Regions from separate parts of the Mus musculus genome. Here all the other regions are linked to region 6. A link is a contact called in public HiChIP or PLAC-seq and promoter capture Hi-C data. All regions are on one chromosome and are shown on one strand. The core of a region is the stretch at or near the end of the contact, and the rest is flanking DNA. Distances in the headings are between cores, read along the strand shown.

Region 1 (2,700 bases), core at 58-2,557, 2.6 Mb after region 6:
CCAGAAGAGGAAATCAGATCCCATTAGAGATGGTTGTGAGCTACCATGTGGTTGCTGGGAATTGAACTCAGGACTCTTAACTACTGAGCCATCTCTCCAGCTCTCCTTCTGGCTCATTCTTAATTCCTCTTGTGGGTACTCCAAAAGGGCTGAGAATATAGTTGATGGGGTTGTAACCCTAAAGACTTTTTATGCCAGAAAATATATAACATGCCCTAGTCAGTGGGTTGGTGAGTTTTTTGTCAACTTGACATAAACTAGAGTCATCTGGAAAGAGGAAATCTAAATTAATAATATGCCTCCATCAGATTGGCATGTAGACAAGTGTGACAAGACATTTTCTTGACTAATGTTTGTTGGGGGGTAGGGCCCAGACCACTGTGGGTCCCCATGGCGGTCCTGGAGCCTATAAAAAGGCAAACCGAGGTAGCCATAGAGAGCAAACCTGTAAGCAGCATCCCTCCATAGCTTCTATTTAGTTCCTGCCTTGAGTGTCTACCGCAAATTCCCTTCTTTGGACTGTGAGCCTGTGATATGAAATACATCTTTCTTCCCCATGTTGCTTGTGCTCCTGGTGTGTATCACAGTTACAGGGGGCTGTCACTTTGCCCACGTCCCCAGAGCAGCGTGCATGCTCAGGATCTAAAGTCTTGTTTAGGCATACTCTGATCCCAGAGCTGCGTTCTGAACTCCTGGAGGGTGGAAACGGTATGCAATCCACACGTGATTATCTCCTGTGCCTGCTTAGCTCAGAGAAGACATGCAGGTGTCTGCTGAACCTTCAAACCTATGAATCGGTAATCCAGCACCCACCCACGATGCAGCATCTGTATCTGCTAAGGGGCGGGGCCGTCTCAGAGGGAAAAGAGAGTAGACCTGCTCCAGGCAACTGCTCCACGGTCCACCTTACTTGCTGGGGGCTTAAAGCTCCCTGCCGTTAATGTTTTGGTGAAATCAATCTCACCGGAGTCTGAGCAAGTGTGTGACAAGAAGCTGATGCCTGGCAAGTAAGAGGGCTACAGCTCACGTGCTCTGAGCAGGCATCACATTGTCTAGGGTCTAGACTTGAAGATCCTCAGCACCCAGTCCAAAAACTGAGAGCTAAAACAAAAACAAGGAAAACCCCCGCTCGAACACACACACACACACACACACACACACACACACACACACACACATTCCCGTACCAGCTATGCGCATGGGTTGTTTGCTCGGTGCTACTCACCTCATTGCTGGCAGTCTGCGCAGGCCTCCTGGCTTCCGTTGAGTGGGAGTTGAGCCTAGGTTTACCAAGGCGTGCTAGGTTAGGGCGGTGCTGTGGCTGGGGGCCGGCGGAAAACAGGGAGGTCCAGTGGCGCGGGGCGGGGTAGGGAGGGGCGGGGCAGGGAGGGGCAGGGCGGGGCACACTCTCAGTTCAGGGCTCTGCTCATTCAGCCAGAGGGAGACCCTGGCCCACGCGCCCCAGCTTCCAGCAGCCTCTGGCCACCTCTCAAGGCTAAGAGCAGCAGGCTCTCTCACTGTTCCTGAATCTCCTAAATTCTGTAATCCGACGCAAATTCCAGGACTCTCAGTGTCTTCTCACAGGCAGGGTTCTTTCCTTCAGGTGACAAATGGCGGAGTGAAACCTTGGGCCAGTGTCTGTCACTGTGAGCCTCTTGCTATGTTGTTTTACTGTAACGCTCCCTCCCATCAGCCATTTAATTTTTTATTTCTGACTTCCAGTTTGGTGTCTTCCTCCCTCCCCCCCCCTCCCCGTTTAAATCGGAGTTGGAGTTTGTTAGGAGATTTTAACATAGATTTTAAATATTAGGGGTAAGGGGATGAAATTCTCCCAAGCAGAAAGATACATCCAAGTCCAAGTGGGGGTTTATGAGCATCTCAAAGGAGTTGCTCTCGTCCATTATCTGGTCTTACTCTTTGAGCAAGTGCTAAGTTCAGTCTTGGATTTCAAGCATGCAGGTGTATTAAGCACATTTCTATTCCAGACAGAAATCCTCCGAATGAACCTAGGCTCCATCCAGTACCCTTTCTCAGAGGAAATGAAATGATTCTTTTCCTAAAACGAACTCATTTTCTAAAACTTGCAAAAATTTCCATTCTCATTGGCTTCCTCTTCCTGCAGAACTAAGACATATTTTCCTCCCCCAACCCTTTGGTCATATGATGTTCATTTGATATGCCTTGATTTTATTGGCGTGAGTGGAAAACATTGAACTTTTGGGCTAGATTCACTCTGGTTTCATTGCTTGTAACCTCTGAGCTCTGACAGAAGTAACGGAACATCTCTCTGTTGCAGAGGTCACTGTGTTTAAACGAATTCATTTGTTTTTAACTATGTGTGTTCCTGCTCACAACACACATGATGCTCTACTCCTGAAGGGACTCTGGTCAGCTTGAGGTGGCAAGCATGGCTCAGGCATTTCCCTCTGCACTGCTAAAACCATTAGATTCCATTCCTAAAGCTAGCCACCTAGGCTCATTCCCTTAATTGGCCACTTCTTTCTCCTGAGGCTGACTACCAAGGTCCAACTATCAAAGGATTGAAGTCCAGCAATTGAAAGCCCCTTCGGTTCATCTAATTAACATGCCTGATTAAAATTAAACACTTCATCCTAACATGAGGTTTCCCCTTGTACCTTAAACTGCCATTTTCCTGTATGCCACATCTGTCACCTCTCTATCCAGAGGCAGTCCTTGATC
Region 2 (2,700 bases), core at 105-2,604, 2.4 Mb after region 6:
CACACACACACACACATTTTCCATAGGAAAAATGATGTAATTAGGCTGTGCATGATGGTAAACACTTATATCTCCAGCACATGGGAGGAGGAGGCAGGAGGATCAGGAGTTCAGGTGGTCCTCAGTTACATTGGGAATTCAAGGTCAGCCTGAACTACATGGGATCCTGTCTCAAAAGCCAGAAAAAAAAAAGAAGGTAAGGATAATGAAGACAATAAAAATTGGTAACAAAACAACAACATAAGACAAATGAGAATGAAAACAAGATATGGCATGTTTTTACTCATGTTGACTCTAGATGTAAATATATGTATTCATAAGTGTACGTATATAGGACACCATAATGGAAAGAAACTCCTTGAACGAGGGAGGGATCACGTGGTGGCAAGACCCAGTAAAAAGTGAATATGGGCAGAGAACATGGTGCACTCACATGAAACTATCATAAAGAAACCTACCACACTGTTGGATGACAGACTCTCATTTAAAAAAAAAATGTCAGCACGGTATTCAGGCTTTAGGATTGGGGTGTAGTTCGGTGGTGGTACAATGTGTGCTTAGTATACTCATGGTTCTGGGTCTCTCTCTCTCTCTCTCTCTCTCTCTCTCTCACACACACACACACACACACACACACACACCACACACACACTTGCACACACTCCCCTCCCAAATATTTAGGCTCCTCATTAGCATCAACAACCAAACTTTACTAGTGCTCTCCCCAATCCCTTGTGTTTATTTCAAACCTGACGCACGAGGCTTCAAAGCAGAAAAAGAAAACCCGGACATCCTAGGGTCGGCGAACTTTGATTAACTAAAAGCTACAAGCATCCAGATGATTGCAACAGTAACCCTGTCCGGAGGGAGAAAGGTAAGTCCTCTTAGGAAATGCTTGAGCAGAGAATCACCACAATAAGTAGACAGCAGACATACCGTTTGTTTCATATACACAACTTCCGCCTTCCAAGGTCACTGAAGACCCAGCGAGGGAGGGTCAGTGTCCACAACTGGCCTGAACTCCCAGGCCATTCCCCCAACTGCCCACAGCTGCACCTACTGACCTGGACCCGCATGGGGGGTGTGGGGGGTGACTGTGCGTCCTACCTGGATCAGCCCGTGCTGGTGCAGGGCGCTGTGCACATAGCCGGGGACAGTCGCCGGTAGCTCCAGGGAGCCATTCCCGTTGCTCACCCGCCAGCTCCCGCTCAGGCTGTAGCTAGGACCTGCCACCACGCAGCCGGCCCGAAATAGCGCCAATATCAAGAGCAGGTGAAGATGCATGCTGACCGCTCGCAAGCAGGAACCCGGCAGTGTCGCCCAAGCCTTGCCAAGGCCTGGACGCTGTGTCCCCGCCCCGAGCACGGACCCGCCCCCAGGTCAGCTGAGCGCTTCCCGCAGCCCTGCAGGGAGGAACTGAAGCCGGGACCCGCCACGCGGGTACAAGCACCGCCCAGGGCCAGGGTCTCTGCGACCTGTGAGCTGGGCTTCTCGCTCCAGCTCGATCCTGTAAGTGGGGCGCTCATCCGAATGATGAAAAGCGACAGAAAAGTCTGGAAAGCAGAGTCTGACCATTTGGGAGACGACAGGTGCGCGTCCACAATAGTACGCAGGCTCTGCCCGGGGACAGCTCCTACCACGCCTGACCAGCAGATTGTACATGGTCCCCCGGCCCCAGGATTTGTCAGGCTGAACGCTCCCTCAATACGCGACCTGCTGGGACTAAACAGTGCTAACTATAAACTCGTAGGGTTGCTTCAACTGTTGACTGAGAGGCGCCATGTGCTCCCTGTTAGTGGTGGCTACATCATGGAGCTGCTTCTGAGGTTCCTATGAAACTGCGTTAGTGTTACAGGTGAGTCTGAAATTCCCTCCTTCACTGTTGAGTTGTGGGACTGAACAAGCAACAGAATTCCCATTCCCTGAATTTAAAAGAATGCAGATGCCAAGCGTGCTGGCGCACGCCTCTAATCCCAGCACTTGGGAGGCAGAGGCAGGCGTATTTTTGAGTTCGAGGCCAGCCTCCTCGAACAAAGTGAGTTCCAGGATAGCCAGGGCTACACAGAGAAACCCTGTCAAAAAAAAAAAAAAAAAAAAAAAGAATGCAGACGCTTAGCCGGGCCGTGGTGGCATACGCCTTTAAGCCCAGCACTTGGGAGGCAGAGGCAGGCGGATTTCTGAGTTCGAGGCCAGCCTGGTCTACAAAGTGAGTTTCAGGACAGCCAGGTCTACACAGAGAAACCCTGTCTCGAAAAAAACAAAACAAAACAATGCAGACACTAATTTCAGAGACGGAGACGCAGGCTGGGTTCTTCATCTTCTTTTAAATAAACAAAACACCCCACATTTTACTTACTAATTTCATGGAGGAGTTGAATGGGGGTTCCTGCCACAGCGAGCGTGTGGAAGTCAGCAGACAGCTTGTGAGGAGTCCCAGGGCTAGAACTTAGGGTGTCAGGCTTAGAGACATTCCCCCTTAACGGCTGCTCTATCTCATTGGCCCCTGGGTTCTTCTCATGAAGCAAAACTCGGAATATATATATATATATATATCTACTACAGCTTAAGCAAGGACATTGAGAGACGCTTCAGAAAGGACAGCAGTACCCAGAGGACAAAGTTCAGCTGTCTCAAGGCAGAAGAGCAAGCATAAGGAAGTTGAAGTTGGTGTTTTCTGTGCGTTTGAAGTTACACTGTTTA
Region 3 (2,977 bases), core at 162-2,661, 2.6 Mb after region 6:
CACATACATGGGCACACTTATATTAATTAAATGTAGTTTGAGGTAGATAGAGGATATGATGGTGTATAAATTTTCCCCTGATTACTAGGATTGAATCAATTTTTGAATTGCAGGTCCTCATCCTTACACTGAAAATGTTACATGCTCACTGAGGCATCTCTCCAGCTGCTACCTTTTTTGGAGCCAGGGCCTCTCATTGAGGGGCTCACCCACTGGTTAGAATGGCTGGCCACCTGCCTTTATCCTGGCAGTGCTAGGATTATAGACACAGCCCATGATGCCTGGCATATGTAGGTGACAGGGTTCCAAATTCAGTTTCTTTTGTTTGTACAACAGATGTTGTTTGTACAACATCTTCCTAGCTTCTGTATGTACCTCTTACAGGCATGGTAACAATGAAAATGGAAAATGAATTTCCCACATGCAATAGTAAGGTTTTTTGTTTTGTTTTGGGGTCCTTTTTCGGTACTGTTGCACAATGACAGGTGGCCTTCCTAGGTGCTAAGTGCATATCTCCATCAACCAATCTGATCTTTCACAGGGTATGAGGTACTATATGAAAAAGTATTCATGTCACCAGGCTCTGTTTCTAACTATTAAACATACAACAACAGAAGGACAATTATTTAGCATTCTTTTTGCTGGTATTAAAATTTCTTAACCTACCTCATCTTTCAGGAGTTTGTCTGCAGTCTTAAGATATCTTACGTTTCAGCAGGGAACTTTAAAACCTAAAGGTGACAAGCTTTTATGGCATCTTAATAGGGAAGAATTCCAAGAAGAGCGCCACCACAGAGCACGGTCAGGACTCAGGAGAGCGCAGTGTCTGACACACTGTGTGTGCAATTACAGCCCTTAATCCTTAAAAAGCATTGGTGTTGAGTGCTTGTCCGCTGCGATAAAGCCAAGAGGAATCCTGGTCAGGGGTGTGGGGGAAGGAATGAGAGCCTTCCGAAAATCAGAGACCAATCCTGGAACACATCTGCAATTACAGGTGCACGTGAAGGTTCACCTCTCCGGATTCACGATTTGTACAAATACCATCTGCCCAGTGGGTTAATTTTGCTGTCAGTCGTGATGGAAAGATCTCTTCTTTCTTATTTGCAAGAACTGCTGAGAGAAGGAAACAACAGAGGCTTGCATTGAGGGAGGAAAGAAACCAGGAAGAGATGGAAGAGGGCTTCCAGTACGATGGAGCCATGTGAGAGCGCTCCCTTAAAGGGAAGGGAGGAGGCCTTCCTTGGCTAAGGACAGGGAGGTGACAGCAGGAAGGTACCCAAGGGCCTGGAGCAGAAGAATGGAGAAAACTGGGCGTACCTACACTTCCTTTAGCAACTCTCACCCGCTCAGGGACCAGCAACCGTCGTCGCGTGCAGGAGGTCAGGAGAGCCAAGGACCCAACCTCCAGGACGGAAACTGGGCTGGGATTTACCGGAAGCAGAAGGGCGGGGCGGGGCGGTGCTCTTAATGGACTTCCTGTCTAAGAACTTTTTTTTTTTTTCTTTCTTTTCATAGTAAACGTGGCAGGGTCTCTCAAATGCTTAATCACATGGATTTTATGTTAATATTTTAGTCCTACTTCAAGGCCAATGTCTTTTCATTTTGTTTTGTTTTTAAAACAGGTTTCACAAGCAGCCTGCTTCAGTCTCCCAAGGCCTGGGATTATAGGTGGCTTCACCATATTAGGATTATTGGCTTCAAACATAACTCTTGATCAAGTGGTTATAACGATCACTGTTTTCATTTATTTATCTTTCTAGTTAGTCGAATTACATAGGAATTCTTAGGCAGTGCCAACAACTCCCCTCTGTCAATACCCAACACACGTCCCTGAAGAGCAGGTAGAGTGTTATTTACAAACACGAATTGATAGTTAAAACGAAACATTTGAGAGCATCATGTAATTGTGATTGTCCTAAACATGACAGTCAAGACTTAACATGCTATACAATATATGCTGTATGTGGGAATTTATATAGTTTTTTTTTAAACTAACAAAACCTATTTCCCATAATCGTGGATGGCAAGGTGTGTATTTGAATTCAGAAAGGCACTGTAAAGAGAAAATGATGTAAAATGAAATGTTAATCCTGTAGAAAGACAAACAAACACTTAGATTGAAGGAAACATCTAAAGTCTTTACTTGAAACAATGTTTACTATGTCTACTGTTCATCCTCATTGGGGTCTGGAACTACATTATTACATTTCTAGTGTGAAGGCAGACTTGCAAACAAAAAAAATTTTTTAAAGATTTATTCATTATATCTAAGTACACTGTAGCTCTCTTCAGACAGCACCAGAAGAGGGTGTCAGATCTCATTATGGATGGTTGTAAGCCACCATGTGGTTGCTGGGATTTTAACTCAGGACCTTTGGAAGAGCAGTCAGTGCTCTTAACCGCTGAGCCATCTCTCCAATCTGCAAACAAAGATTTTAAAGTGCAAAAATAATCATTGAAGGGCCGTAAGATAAGCCATTAGATTCTGTCCTTTCTCATAGAGACTCCACTCAGGGCCCTTAATCTCCTGGTTTGCAAACTCTCAGAAGAGACTTATAAATTAAAACTTGAAATGAGAGTATAATGATAAAGGCCAAGCAGGAGCCCCATGAGGGACAGGTGACATAGAGAAATAGAAAAAAAAAAAACTAATCTCAGAGCAGAAAGTCCTGGGATGAGTAGTGTTCACAGGGGATATTGTAGCCTTGGCCTGACAAATACCTCCCTCCTCATTCTTTCTGGAACCCACACGTCTCTACCCATGTGGTCCATATGAGGCTGTGTCCCTTCCCCGTGCTCTGACCATGCTTCAGAGATAAGGACAGCTCAGGCAGTGGGGCCAGCGTCTTCCCTTTGTCACAGAGAAAATGTTACACAGGAATGTTAACTCCTACCTAGTGAGTAGAAATCACTGTGAAAGGGTTCTTAAGTCTGGACCAAAAGTAAAAAATAAAAATTTGTGACTCCCAGGAAAAAA
Region 4 (3,018 bases), core at 509-3,008, 2.7 Mb after region 6:
TACAAAGTTTCAAAAATCTGGGTAGTGGTGGCACACACTTTTAATTCCAGCACTAGGGAGGCAGAGGCAGGTGGATCTCTATGAATTGGAGGCTAGCCTGGTCTATGGAACTGAGTTCCTGGATAGCCAGGGCTACACAGTGAAACCCCATCTCAAAACACCTCCACCACCCAACCAAAACCGACCAACCGCCCCCCCCCCCAACCAAATAAACAAACAAAAATTAAAAAAAAAAACCCAAACCTCTTGCAAAATGAAGATTTAAGTAATATAATTTTATGTTTAACTATATTCATAACTATCTTTGTCTGCATAGGCTCTACTTCCTCTCTGAAATCTTTAAAAAAAACAAAAAAACTTCTGGAATCTTCCGGAATACTTGACATGCCCTAAATCCCCTGAACTATGTCACTAATCTCTTTCTGTTCTTTACTTTGAGACATTGTCTCACCTTGTTGGCCTGGAACTCACTAGGTAGCCCAGGCTGGTCTACAACTAAGATACACCTCCCTCTGTCTTCTGAGTGCTGGGGTTAAAGGCCTGTGCCACCATGACAGACACCACTAATCTCTTCAGTGCCACCTTCCTCTAAATTCCTATTCGTACCAAACACCACATCAGTCAAGCAATCTGGAAGTTGAATCTCTGTGATCTATCCATCAATGAACCACCTATTCTGTAGTGTTAGCGTTTTCCTGACACCAGGTACCCCATGTCTCTGAAGGCCCAGTGGCTCTTTCAACATTCTGCACAGTTTTGTTTTGTTTTTCTTTTTTTTTTCTGTGTATCGTTAACGGCTTATGTCTATAGATATACTGTTTTAGTTTGCTTTGTGCTGCTGTGATAAAATATCATGACCAAAAGCAACTTGGAGTGGAAAAGGTTTATATCAAAAGCAACTTGGAACGGAGAAGGTTTATATCAGCCTACACTTCCAGCCCCAGGGAAAGTCAGGGCAGGGTCGCAAGCAGGAGTGGAGGCAGAATTCATGAAGCACATTGTTTATTGTCTTGCTCTCTCTGGGTTTTGCCTACGTAGCTGTCTTACACAGCCTTGAGTTCCATGAGTAAGAATGGAACCACCCAGACTGGCCTAAGCACTGCCCATATCAACCAGGAACTAAGATTCCACCACAAGGACATGCCCACTGGCCAACTTCATCCAGGTAGTCCTCCAATGGAGACTCCCTTAGATATAGCTGGCTGTCAAGTCAACAGCTAATGCTAACTAGGAGCCAGCTTTTTCCCAAATTAGGGAAGGAACTTAAATGCAAGAAATAATCAATTTTGAGAATCTCGCCTATCGACCACCCGTTTAATACCAATTTCTCAAGCTTTAGCATCTCTAGCTGAAGGCCAGAAGCCAGCAAACCCAGTAGACTTCATCAACCCCCTCTTGTCTTTTCTTTCTGGCATTCCCGACCTTTTCCCACTACTGAACATTCACTGTCTCCGTCCATCAGGCGAGGACGGCAGTGTCCCCTGAGCAGAACTACGCGCAGTCGGACCGTGTTTTCGGGGAAACGGAGTCCTGCACCCGGGTGTCGGTGTGACTCGGGGCAGCGCGGGCTGGGACGCAGGTCCCCACGCCGCCCCAGGCCGCCTACCTGCTGTTGAGGGGTCGCACACGAACACAGACAGCCACTGAAGCCTCCTCGGCCATCCTGTCCGCTGCAGACTAAGGGAAACGAAGGAGAGCAACGGCGCCGACCGAGCTCCCGGGCCGCCCCGCCTTTAAGTTTAAAATGTCCTCAAGGTTGCAGCGGATTGGGTGGCGCAGCGTCATGACGTCACGGGACAGTCCAAGTGCTGCGGCGAGTGGGGGTTGCGGGGGGAAAGGCGGGGCGAGTCCATGGATGGGGAAGGCGGGGGAGACTCAGAGATCCCGGAACTGAGAGCCTCAGAACTCAGCTGGAGAGAAGTTTTGTGTTAGAGTCACGCCTGCAGAACAAAAGAATTATAATCTTAAAAAACAAACAAACAAGAACTCCAGACTAGACCAAACCAAAAAAAGCTTTCGTTTTGTTTTAAAGCCTCCAATGGGAACTCACTGCCCAGCCAGGAAAGGAAGATTTTCTTTTCTTTTGGAACTGCTTTGAGGCGTTGTTGTTTCTTTTCTTTAACTTTCATTTCTCTGGACGGTGAGTGTAAGAGCCTCATGTAAGGGAGAGAATCATTGACACCTGGGAAAATGTTGTGGGGACATGACAGTGCTGCACACTAGAGCATGGATTACCCGAGAAATCCCCAGTACTAGGCATGGAACACTTCTTTTCATGTTGGTTAGAGTAATCCAAGAGGCTCCCAAAATAATAAAGCTACGCCTTAGGGACGAGGCTTCTAGCTCAGAAACAGCTGGAATTTTCTAATTCCCGACAAGTCTGAAGTATGTGGTGTCTCCAGGCAACAATGACTTAACCTTCAGCCTCAGGGAGGCAACCAAGGACAATTTGGGGATGTCAGTTCTCTCCTACCACTAGGTTCTAGGGATTCAACTTTAGCTTGGCAGCCAGTGACTTTACTCACTGAGCTATCTTCCCTGCCCTGTTTTAACTTTTTTTTTTTTTTTTAAAGTGGGCAAATATATATTTAGCTGTAGGGAACAAACTTATGAAGGGGAAGAAATGTTATGTCATTAAAGGCTCAGAGGCAAGGAAGGGATTTTTTAGAGCAAGAGTATTATTTTCACAGCTGTGATTTTGTCACACTGTCTTTGCTAACATTATATAGCAGGCAGTATTTATTAAAGATTGACTGTATTCCACTATATGATCTATGCTGTTCATCAAGAGATAATTATTAGAAGGAAAAAGAGAGGGACTGAGAGGGTAGCAGAAGAGGTGAATTTGACAAAAGGACGTAATATTCAGGTATGAAAATGTCATAACAAAATGAAACGTCTTGTACAATTAATATACACTAATGAGAAAGAGATGGTGCTTGATGGTTCAAGGCCAATGGGGGCAGTTTAATCAGTCTCACAATAACTGAAAAGGGGGCCGGAGCTGGGGAATCCTGC
Region 5 (3,101 bases), core at 508-3,007, 2.4 Mb after region 6:
CGTCAGGGACTGGAAGACTGAGCATAAATCCGGGAGTTCTCAGCAAGTAGGTGACGTTTCAGGCAGGACACTGGGTAAGTCACTCAGGGAATGAATTACCAGACTGCAATTTTTCAGAGGAGTTAGTAGGAAACACCAAAAATGGGCGATTTAACAAAAGAAAAAAAATAAGACGTATTCATTTCCTCTCTTTTTAGAGGTGTAAGAATAGCATACCTGATACCCAAGATATAAGATACAATTTGCTAAACGCATGAAATTCAAGAAGAACGAAGACCAAAGTGTGGACACTTTGCCCCTTCTTAGAAATGGGAACAAAACACCCATGGAAGGAATTACAGAGACAAAATTTGGAGCTGGGACGAAAGGATGGACCATCTAGTGATTGCCATATGCAGGGATCCATCCCATAATCAGCCTCCAAACCCTGACACCATTGCATACACTAGCAAGATTTTGCTGAAAGGACCCGATATAGCTGTCTCTTGTGAGGCTATGCAGGGACCTAGCAAACACAGAAATGGATGCTCATAGTCAGCTATTGGATGGATCACAGGGCCCCCAATGGAGGAGCTAGAGAAAGTACCCAAGGAGCTAAAGGGATCTGCAATCCTATAGGTGGAACAACAATATGAACTAACCAGTACCCCGGAGCTCTTGTCTCTAGCTGCATATGTATCAAAAGATGGCCTAGTCGGCCATCACTGGAAAGAGAGGCCCATTGGACTTGCAAACTTTATATGCCCCAGTATAGGGGAACACCAGGGCCAAAAAGGGGGAGTGGGTGGGTAGGGGATTGGGGGGGGTGGGTATGGGGGACTTTTGGGATAGCATTGAAAATGTAAATGAGGAAAATACCTAATTTAAAAAAAAAGACTCTTAAAAAAAAAAAAAAGAGTAGCATACCTGGTAGGTGACTTCTTTCCTCACGGAGGCTAAGAAGCCAGGCTCAGTTGGATAAAGGGCACTGGCAAACATAAAGTCCTGCCACACCTGTAGGACAAAGGAAAAGGCGAGGTCATCGGGGTCACTGCACAAAGCAAGACTTGGTTCTCACTTAGGGGATTATCTTCCAAATAAAGGAAAAGCAAGCTCAGCAAATGCACCCACCTGAGCATCTCTGCAGAGGAAAAACGCCCACGCACGGAAGGGTCTTTGAGCGTTGCACAAAAATGTTTAGAAAATCGAGAGAATGTTAAGTAAGCAGGGATGAGGATCCAGATGCTTAGCCCAGTGTGGCCCTGGTGGGGACAGGGTGACTTGGTGACATGGTTCCTGCCCCTGGGACAGGGCCCTGGTGTGAACCTCCATGAGTGTCAATGGCTGCTGTGGGCGTAAGGCTTGTTTGTATAATAATGCGCATATTTCACATTCCTCCTAGGAATGACCTCCTGTTAATATTAATAACTCCATAAAAATTAGAAATAGCAGGAGTCGAGGATGTGGCTGTCTCTGCAAAATGGTAACTGCTGGGACCCTCAGGACAGCCCTTAAGGCTATGGGAAAGAGCTATAAACACATGAATTCAAAAATATATATAACTTCTCAACTATGCAAAATATAAGGATGCAATATGAGTTATGGGGGCTTCGTGAATCTAAAGAAACAAAGGCAGCTACACTCCGAGCCAGCTTGTCAGAAAGACACAAAGGCAGGCGGATTCCTGAGTTCAAGGTCAGCCTAGGACAGAGGGAGGTTAGGCCCAAGTGTGGTGGAAATGGTCTTTTTAGAGCACGGTCCCACCCAGCTAGCCTAGCCGCAGTGTTTAACAAAGGTACACAGATCTCTGAATCCTTTTGTAAAGTTAAGGGAAAAAACCGTATGCTTCCTGTCTCTTAAGAATCAAAGAGCTAGGGTCACAAGATGCTGATTCACAGGATAATCAAAAGGAAACCAGGAGTAAACGACTGGACTGGTATGCAAAATAAAAGCCTGGACTTGTGCTCTGCAGGAGATGAGCCATCCAGAGAACTTTTTAGGATAAAAAGAGAGAACTGCTGGGAGAATACAGACACACCCGAGCAAGCAGGACAAGTCAGAGAGATCCCTTAGAATAACAAGCAGCACACATGTCATCCTTGGACAGCTTGGATCCACCATCTGACCTTGAGTCATTCTTTTTTGCCGCTCCTAGTCACCCCTTCGGTTGGAACCCCTCTCCTAGCTGGTCCTTAGCATCCGGAAAAGGAAATAATGAGGGGGGGGGGAAGGAAGCTCTGTGGGTCTTCCCTCATTCCGATGACCTTCTCATTTCGCCAGGCATTTAGTAATAAGGAATACACTAGACTGTTAACTCTATAGTATGTTTAGAAATAGATGCCCACGTTAATAAAGAGACTGAGAAGTCCTTTCCCAGGAGGCCTGTGTGGGGCAGCTGAGCAGAGCCCAGCCCCCAGCAGCCTGCCTTCATGCCCAGATTCTACAGTACACAGATAGTGAACAACAGGGCGAGGCGTAGGTGCTCTTCCCGGGTCAGTTTAACTCTCTGTAAATGCGGACAGAGAACAAGAGTAGCCATGTGAAGGCTTGAACAACAACAACAAATGTATAGCTCCGAGAAAAAATGCCTGACATTCAATGAACAGTACAGAATGTAGTAGTCATTACCATGACGGGACCTCATTGTTGCTGTGATCCCAACTCTCTACTGGCTCTGTATTCCTAGAACTAAAAATAATATATGATCGCCTCTCCAAATCCATGAGTTTAACATCTGAAGATTCAACTATGGGTCAAAAATATCCACAAAAGAAGACAAAAAACAAAAACAAAAATCACAGAGAGAGAGAGAGAGAGAGAGAGAGAGAGAGAGAGAGAGAGGCATACACACATGTATGCACGAGCACACAAGATATAGAGGATATAATATAGACTGAACACATACAGATTCTTTTTCATAAGGCTGGAAAGATGGCTCAGGGGTTATTAAGTAAGGTCACTTGCTACTCTCACAAGCCCCAGCTCCTGCATGCTGGTTTACACCCAACTTTAACTCCAGGGCAAGGAGATCTGGTGCCCTCACCTAGCCTCCACGGGCACTAGGCATGCGCGTGCCACACACACCCATGTAGATATTCATACTTACAGTATGTGTGTCCAGA
Region 6 (2,727 bases), core at 152-2,651:
CTTGGCAACTTTTTGTACAGGAATCGCTTTAGATCCTGAAAGAGAATAATTTTTAAAAGACCATTATTACCTTGTGCTGTTCTAGCCCTGTCCCTATCCCTAAAGGACATGAACTCACCACTTGTCACTGGCATTTCATCTCTGACGTGTATAACTTGGGAGAAGTTAGTTAACCTTTTTCTAGGCCTCAGTTTCATTATATGCTTCGTTACATGTCTACAGGGATAATCACAGACCCTACAACCTAAGAACGCTGTCAAAGGTTAGTAAGGGCTATGTCAGTGTACTTGGAATTGGGACACACAAATACAGATTTGCTGTAAAATGAGGTCACGTGCTTCCTAATATTTTACATCCGGATGCTACCGTATTCACTTGAGAATCCTCTATAAATCTCTTCCCATGTCCGGGCATCCAGATTGCCCATGAATTTTTTTTTTTAAATGATCCTAATTCCGATAAACTATTCTAACATTCAGCTTCTTGGCAAAGATACTGACAATTATGACCTCCACTCTAAATGTGTGCTGTTTTGAACCTCTATCTCCCAAACTGAATGAGTGTCCTTTCCCACGTTACCACCACAAACTTACTTTTGCTCTCGTCTTAAACAGACACATAGAAACGGAACATAGCTTGTTAAGGGGGCACGCGTTAGCCATCCTTTTAGACTCCCAACACTGCCTACTGAGACACCAAGAGCATTATTTACTGGGAGAGGATTCAGAGCACTGTCCTATGAACAGGTACTGACTGGAAGGGCGGCCAGTCATCCTTCAGAATTTCCAGTGCCACCCACACAGAGTTCTTGTATGCTCCAATAGGATTAGGAGGTGGAAGAATATATAGTTCTCTGAGGCTAAAGCACCTTAGTGGCCCATCACAACCGGTCCTGACAGAAGCTCAGGCCCCTGCAAGTCCTTACTACAAATCCAGGAAGAGAGGCGAGGCTGAAACACATTTCTACCTTTCTCCTCTCAGAAGCCGTATGCAAACCTCCCACCTCCCCTTTTTCTTGGGAAGGGGTGTCAACTTACATCCGCCATGATGAACCCCTTTTCCTCGCAGAATCGATCTCCACTCCTGGAAGGAAAACTTCCGTGACTTCCCCCGCACCCGAGGCTTAGTCACCCTCTCCAGACCCAGACAGCATCACGAGATCCACCCTCTCCAGGGCCAAGCGAGAGCCCTGGATCTCCGTCAAGGGAGTGGGGAGGTTCCCGGGGACCCTGCCCGGTGGCCAGCCCACCTCTCCCCACCCACTCTGTCCCCGAGCTGAGAGGAGCGGCGACCTCTGCAGACGCACGCGCGCTCCAGCCTGGGAAGACCTGCCCCGGTGTTCCCGCAGTTCAGTCGCCTCTCTGAAGCCGCCTGTCAAGTCGCTGTCACATTACTCGTGACCTCCGCGGGATCCAGGAAGCACTTGCTGCACCCTCCAGTACCGGGACTCGGAACTTCCGGGGAGACCCGGGCGGAAATTGCGCGCGCGGCCGCCCCGCCCCCTGGAGGCTTTTTTTTTTTTTCCTGCGCCTGCGCGCTGCGCCACGAGCAGCTGGGTTGGCATCTGCGGTCCTTGCACCTTAATTTCCATCCAACTCACCTACAACGGAAGATGATCCTGTGCGGAGTATGTGTACACCTTTCCCAGACCCATTATGTAAATCTTTATGAATGAAGACGTTTGAGGAGAACAAACTGAGCAGCCTACTTATTAGAAGTCCCAGGTCCTTGGATAACCTAATTTACAAGCCAGTTTCCTAACGGTGCTGCTACCACATGTTCTCTTGGGTTTTTACCTAGAAGTGCAGGAGCCATGGGCCTATGGGCTCGTTTGCTAAGTCCGTTTTGAACACGCATGCACTGGGCTGCCTGCTTTGGCTCTTGGGCCTGCATTTGTTGTATCTTCTTAAAATAAAATAAAAACTGCCTATATTTTTTGTTGGTGTTTGTACATTCAAGAAAGCCCACTGTAAGGGCAAGGCAAGAAAGCTTAGCAAAAGGGAGGCTTCTCCATTTGCTTTGGCCCGGTGTTTCTCATTACTGACGCGTTGATAACTCTTTTGTGGTAGAGGGCAGCCATGTAATCCGCTTAGGAGACTCTGGTAGAAACCCTGAGGACAAACGAAAATCACCTGGGATCTAAATACTCCCCAGTGGCTGCCTGAGCTGGGGGGAGTGGGGGGAGGGCGGGGAGGGGGAATGGAAGCTGATGGCTTTTGCTGCAGATGTTAACAGTCGTGTACCGTTAAAGAAAACGGTAAGCTCTCTAGGAGCACCTACTTTGGAATTCTTTTACTAAATCGCCACTCAAGTTTCTTTTCATTTCCACAAAGTTTTAATACTTTTATTCTTTGAGAATTTCATACAATGCATTTTGATCATATTTACCCCTGACTCTTCTGCTCTAACTCCCCTTAGGTTCACCCCCATGTCTGTACCCTTCAAACTGTGTCCTCCCCCCCCGCCCCCATAACCTATCAAGTCCAGTTTGGGCTGATCATCTCCGGGGCCTGTGGGACTAGCCAATGGAGCATGGCCAACCTACCAGAGATCACCCTTAAAGAACACTGACACCTCTCTCAGAAGCCATCAATTGCCCATAGCACTTCAGTGTAGGTAGGCTCACCAACCATCCCCACTGCATGCTAGAATGTTGGCTGGCTTGATCTCCGGCAGGCCCGCTCAGCTGTGTGAGCCAGCGTGTTTGTGATAGCATTGGTTGGCCCA
Region 7 (2,895 bases), core at 369-2,868, 2.5 Mb after region 6:
CAGACTTCGTCACCACATTTTAGCGAACTGAGGTATGTTTGTCATACCCAGACTCTCAGTCAAGTTTGGAACAAAACGTTTTTCATCTGTTACATTCCTTTCTTTTGAATGCCAATAAGCCTTAGCAGCTGTAATAAGTTTTGAAGAACCAAGACTAGGAAGCAGCACCATGACATTAGCCGAGGGCCTGTACACAATTCTACTTCCCAAACCTGACTCTTAGGCAAAAAACCGAGGAGCCTAATAGCCACGCTCCCTCACCCATACTTACAGATTCTAGTGAAAAAAGCTAACATTTCGCTTACCCAAACCATTCAGTTCCCTATCTTACAGCTCATTTCAAAGTGCACCTGCCTTTCCTTAACCCAAGAAAAGGTATTTTCAGAATTGTATCCACCACCAGACCCACGCTTTTTTTCCTCTGGGCCCCAAGCCTCCTTTCTTCCCACAACCCTGTCCGCACCATTTAGTCCAAACTGCTCACCTTATTAATCCGTTTCAGCGCCATAGTCTGTGCTTTTCGCCGGGCTCCTCACTATCCCGAGGTGTACTCAAAGGTCCGGCCAAAATTCTTGATTATCCCGGCGGCGGGGAAGGGTTGTCTCTTCTTCTCACACCGGCTCTGCCAGACACAGGCGCCTTTTTGCAAAAACGGAGCAGGTCAGCGACTCGCCAGGGCCTCGGAGAAACCCTGCTGACTCCAGAACCCTGAAAACCGCCGCGATCCCGGCAGGGCGGGGCGGGGTGGCGGAGCCACCAGCTACCGAGATCCGCGCTTCGCCCCAGAGAGGGCGAGAGGGTGACGGGAAGCGCCGAGAGGTGGTTACAAGTTTAACTTCCCGGCCTCTTGAAAGGAAGACGAGCCCCGGGTGGGAGAGGAAGAGGCGGAGGAGAAAGGGGTGGGTGCGGGGCAGGGTCCAGAGCCGGGCAGAGGAGGAGCCGGGGCCTAGTCGGCGCTAGGCCGGCGTCACTCGGGCAGAGAAAGGCAAGGGGGAGGGGAGCGGGCGGCTCCGGACCGACGCCGGGCTCCTTTCGGTTTCGGCTCCAAGGGACAGCGAGCCAGCACAAGGCAATGGGCCCCGGGTGCGCTCCCGTCCCCACGGCGAGGGCTGTTCTGGGTCGCCCCTGACACCACCGTACTCTCCGCCTCGCAGCGCGCTCCTGCGTGCGCGCGCCCGCCCGCTCGCTCGCCCGCCACCTCGCCACCACGCGCCCGGCGGCCGCGGAGCTCCGGCGCGAGGACGCGCCCATGCCCCCTCCCCCTGCGGCCGGGCCCCGGCTCCGCCGCCGGCCTCTCCCCACCCTACCCCACCCAGCCGCGAGGGCTGCCCGCTCGGGCCGCCCACAGCCCCCCGGGCACCGCGCCGGCCCCGGCCCGTCTCCCTCCCCTTTCCCGAGCTGTCCACACCCACGCGTACAGAGGGCCGGGGCCTCCCTCGAGCTGCGGCCTCGGCCTCCTCCCCGCGCGGCAGCTGGTGCCTCCCCGGCCCTACGGGGCTCACGCGCACGGCACAGCCACAAGATGTCCGCTCTGACGGAACTACTGCCAGCTGCCACGCTCCGCCCCTCCCCCCGCCTATTCACCGCCGCGTATCCGTCCGCCAACGCCGCCGTCGCGAGCGCGGGGCGAGCCGAGGGGTTCAGGGGGGAGCGGTTTGCTTCCCTCGCTCGGGCCGAGTGGACGTGCCGCCCGCTTGCCGTCTCCCTGTCGGAACAGCACCTTCTCGCTAAAGCGATCGGAGGTCGGGCCGGGAGGGCGGGGGACGGAGGCGGGTCATGGGCTGAGGGGGAGGGTAGGCGAGTGGCGGAAACCCTTAAATTCAGAGAAGCATCGAGAACCGGAAGGAGACCTTAGGAGGAAGGTAATGGAAGCGGCAGCTGCGCGGTCGAGGCCCCACGCCCCTCCCTGAGTGGCCCCCCGTTTCCTCACTTGGGATGGAGGTGGCGGATCTCGCGAGAACCTCGTGGCAGGCTCGCAGCAGCTCCGGGTCTGCAATGACTTAAGGGCAGTTTTGTGCTCTCTTCCTGGCTCGGGACCCGCCCCCAAATCCGCAAGTTATCGCGAGATGCGCCGGCAACCCCCCCCCTGGGCTCTTACTGGGCGGGTCTTGCGAGGGAAGCACCGCCCCTGAGTGCTTATGCTAGTGGGCGGGGGAGGAAATGGAATTCCCCCGACCGGCCGGCCGTCGCGCGCCGACACGGCCCTCCCCCGGGCGTCCAATCGGGGAGGTGCTGTGGGCGGGGCCGCGGGGTGACTAGATGCCTTAGTCAAGGTGGAGCCGGTTCACGGCTTCTGCCGGCCCAGGTGATGGAGATTTCTTCCCGTGCTCCTCAGAGAGGGCTGAGCAGCGCGAAGAAGCTCCCCTCAAATTAGGAACAGCAAATTAAAAGATCCAGGCTGAGTGCTGATCGCACCGCCAAGTGCGGACACATGCGCGTTGTTAACCCCGAGGGGCCAATCTGAGAGCAGCGGCCTGCAGGGTTCTGCGTTTGCATAGCCTTAACAATACAGCTTTATTGTGATCGGATTGGGTAGAGCCTTAGGTATGGAACCGCAAGAGGAATATCCTAGAATCGTCTTTTCCTTCTGCTGTTTCAGTTTTTGAGCCCCAAAGTGACAAAATACTAGGGAATCGGTCTGGATTAAATCCTGGGGGTGAGATCTGTTAAGTGTGCCACTGCCCTGTTTTAGTCTGCCCTGCATAAAATGTAGAGGGCCGTTTGTCATCGAGAGTACTCTTTGGGTAAAAAGTAAGACTTTAACTTTTGAAAGACATTCAAAAAGATCAATATGTTTAGGTTTTCTAGCATCCTTAAACGACCCTACTTAAAGTGGAGGTCCTTCAGGACTACGTGGAAATAATTTGAATTTTGAGAACCTGTTGCAGGCAATAT

Evidence for each region. Promoter capture Hi-C pulls out the DNA fragments that hold promoters and counts their contacts. HiChIP or PLAC-seq counts read pairs in DNA pulled down with a chosen protein or histone mark.
Region 1: a contact with region 6 is called in a promoter capture Hi-C map of hippocampal neurons, with 5 times the contacts expected there. The contact joins the promoter of Slc9b2 here to the promoter of Lamtor3 in region 6. A contact is called at or near these places in 3 of 39 promoter capture datasets (hippocampal neurons, pre-B cells and second pharyngeal arch cranial neural crest), 1 of 115 datasets of contacts at active chromatin or transcription factors (pro-B cells) and 1 of 9 other capture datasets (liver).
Region 2: a promoter capture Hi-C map of stem cell-derived epiblast-like cells shows a contact between it and region 6, with 4 times the contacts expected there. The contact joins the promoter of Manba here to the promoter of Lamtor3 in region 6. A contact is called at or near these places in 4 of 39 promoter capture datasets (hippocampal neurons, liver, pre-B cells and 1 more) and 1 of 115 datasets of contacts at active chromatin or transcription factors (astrocytes).
Region 3: an H3K27ac HiChIP or PLAC-seq map of embryonic stem cells shows a contact between it and region 6, with 9 times the contacts expected there. The contact joins the promoter of Slc9b1 here to the promoter of Lamtor3 in region 6. A contact is called at or near these places in 3 of 39 promoter capture datasets (cranial neural crest, embryonic stem cells and second pharyngeal arch cranial neural crest) and 1 of 115 datasets of contacts at active chromatin or transcription factors (embryonic stem cells).
Region 4: a contact with region 6 is called in a promoter capture Hi-C map of pre-B cells, with 8 times the contacts expected there. The contact joins the promoter of Cenpe here to the promoter of Lamtor3 in region 6. A contact is called at or near these places in 3 of 39 promoter capture datasets (hippocampal neurons, neutrophils and pre-B cells), 1 of 115 datasets of contacts at active chromatin or transcription factors (astrocytes) and 2 of 9 other capture datasets (adipose tissue and liver).
Region 5: a contact with region 6 is called in an H3K27ac HiChIP or PLAC-seq map of embryonic stem cells, with 7 times the contacts expected there. The contact joins the enhancer-like site here to the promoter of Lamtor3 in region 6. A contact is called at or near these places in 2 of 39 promoter capture datasets (liver and pre-B cells), 3 of 115 datasets of contacts at active chromatin or transcription factors (embryonic stem cells and stem cell-derived neural progenitor cells) and 1 of 9 other capture datasets (adipose tissue).
Region 7: a contact with region 6 is called in a promoter capture Hi-C map of pre-B cells, with 11 times the contacts expected there. The contact joins the promoter of 4930539J05Rik here to the promoter of Lamtor3 in region 6. A contact is called at or near these places in 12 of 39 promoter capture datasets (the 3T3-L1 cell line, the C10 cell line, the HPC-7 cell line and 8 more), 1 of 484 Hi-C or Micro-C datasets (CD8 T cells), 8 of 115 datasets of contacts at active chromatin or transcription factors (astrocytes, embryonic stem cells, forebrain and 3 more) and 2 of 9 other capture datasets (adipose tissue and liver).

What each region holds. Positions count from the first base shown.
Region 1 is chr3:135,306,307-135,309,006 of GRCm38.p6, reverse strand. Slc9b2 (solute carrier family 9, subfamily B (NHA2, cation proton antiporter 2), member 2) reads right to left here and starts at 1,307. Exons shown (of 13, transcript NM_178877.6): 1 at 1,226-1,307. All of the region lies in intron 1 of Gm46826 (a long non-coding RNA gene), which reads left to right.
Region 2 is chr3:135,484,265-135,486,964 of GRCm38.p6, reverse strand. Manba (mannosidase, beta A, lysosomal) reads right to left here and starts at 1,354. Exons shown (of 17, transcript NM_027288.3): 1 at 1,108-1,354. The coding sequence starts at 1,284. It overlaps Gm30992 (a long non-coding RNA gene), which reads left to right and starts at 1,364. Exons shown (of 3, transcript XR_376111.4): 1 at 1,364-1,855.
Region 3 is chr3:135,346,463-135,349,439 of GRCm38.p6, reverse strand. Slc9b1 (solute carrier family 9, subfamily B (NHA1, cation proton antiporter 1), member 1) reads right to left here and starts at 1,411. Exons shown (of 13, transcript NM_028946.4): 1 at 1,318-1,411; 2 at 667-1,113. The coding sequence starts at 671.
Region 4 is chr3:135,211,303-135,214,320 of GRCm38.p6, reverse strand. Cenpe (centromere protein E) reads right to left here and starts at 1,758. Exons shown (of 46, transcript NM_173762.4): 1 at 1,607-1,758. The coding sequence starts at 1,662.
Region 5 is chr3:135,545,442-135,548,542 of GRCm38.p6, reverse strand. Manba (mannosidase, beta A, lysosomal) reads right to left here. Exons shown (of 17, transcript NM_027288.3): 10 at 907-993. Among named protein-coding and RNA genes, the nearest start is that of Manba, 61 kb to the right of the region's middle. Within about 2 kb of position 1,757, at least 18 of the 459 cell types and tissues checked have an H3K27ac peak or open chromatin away from gene starts, as enhancers often do. A contact at or near this core is called in embryonic stem cells, where this site is marked.
Region 6 is chr3:137,917,229-137,919,955 of GRCm38.p6, reverse strand. It overlaps Lamtor3 (late endosomal/lysosomal adaptor, MAPK and MTOR activator 3), which reads right to left and starts at 1,401. Exons shown (of 7, transcript NM_019920.2): 1 at 1,293-1,401; 2 at 1,038-1,083; 3 at 1-35. The coding sequence starts at 1,046.
Region 7 is chr3:135,437,388-135,440,282 of GRCm38.p6, reverse strand. 4930539J05Rik (RIKEN cDNA 4930539J05 gene) reads left to right here and starts at 1,618. Exons shown (of 3, transcript NR_030689.1): 1 at 1,618-1,862. Ube2d3 (ubiquitin-conjugating enzyme E2D 3) reads right to left here and starts at 1,157. Exons shown (of 7, transcript NM_001356597.1): 1 at 485-1,157. The coding sequence starts at 508.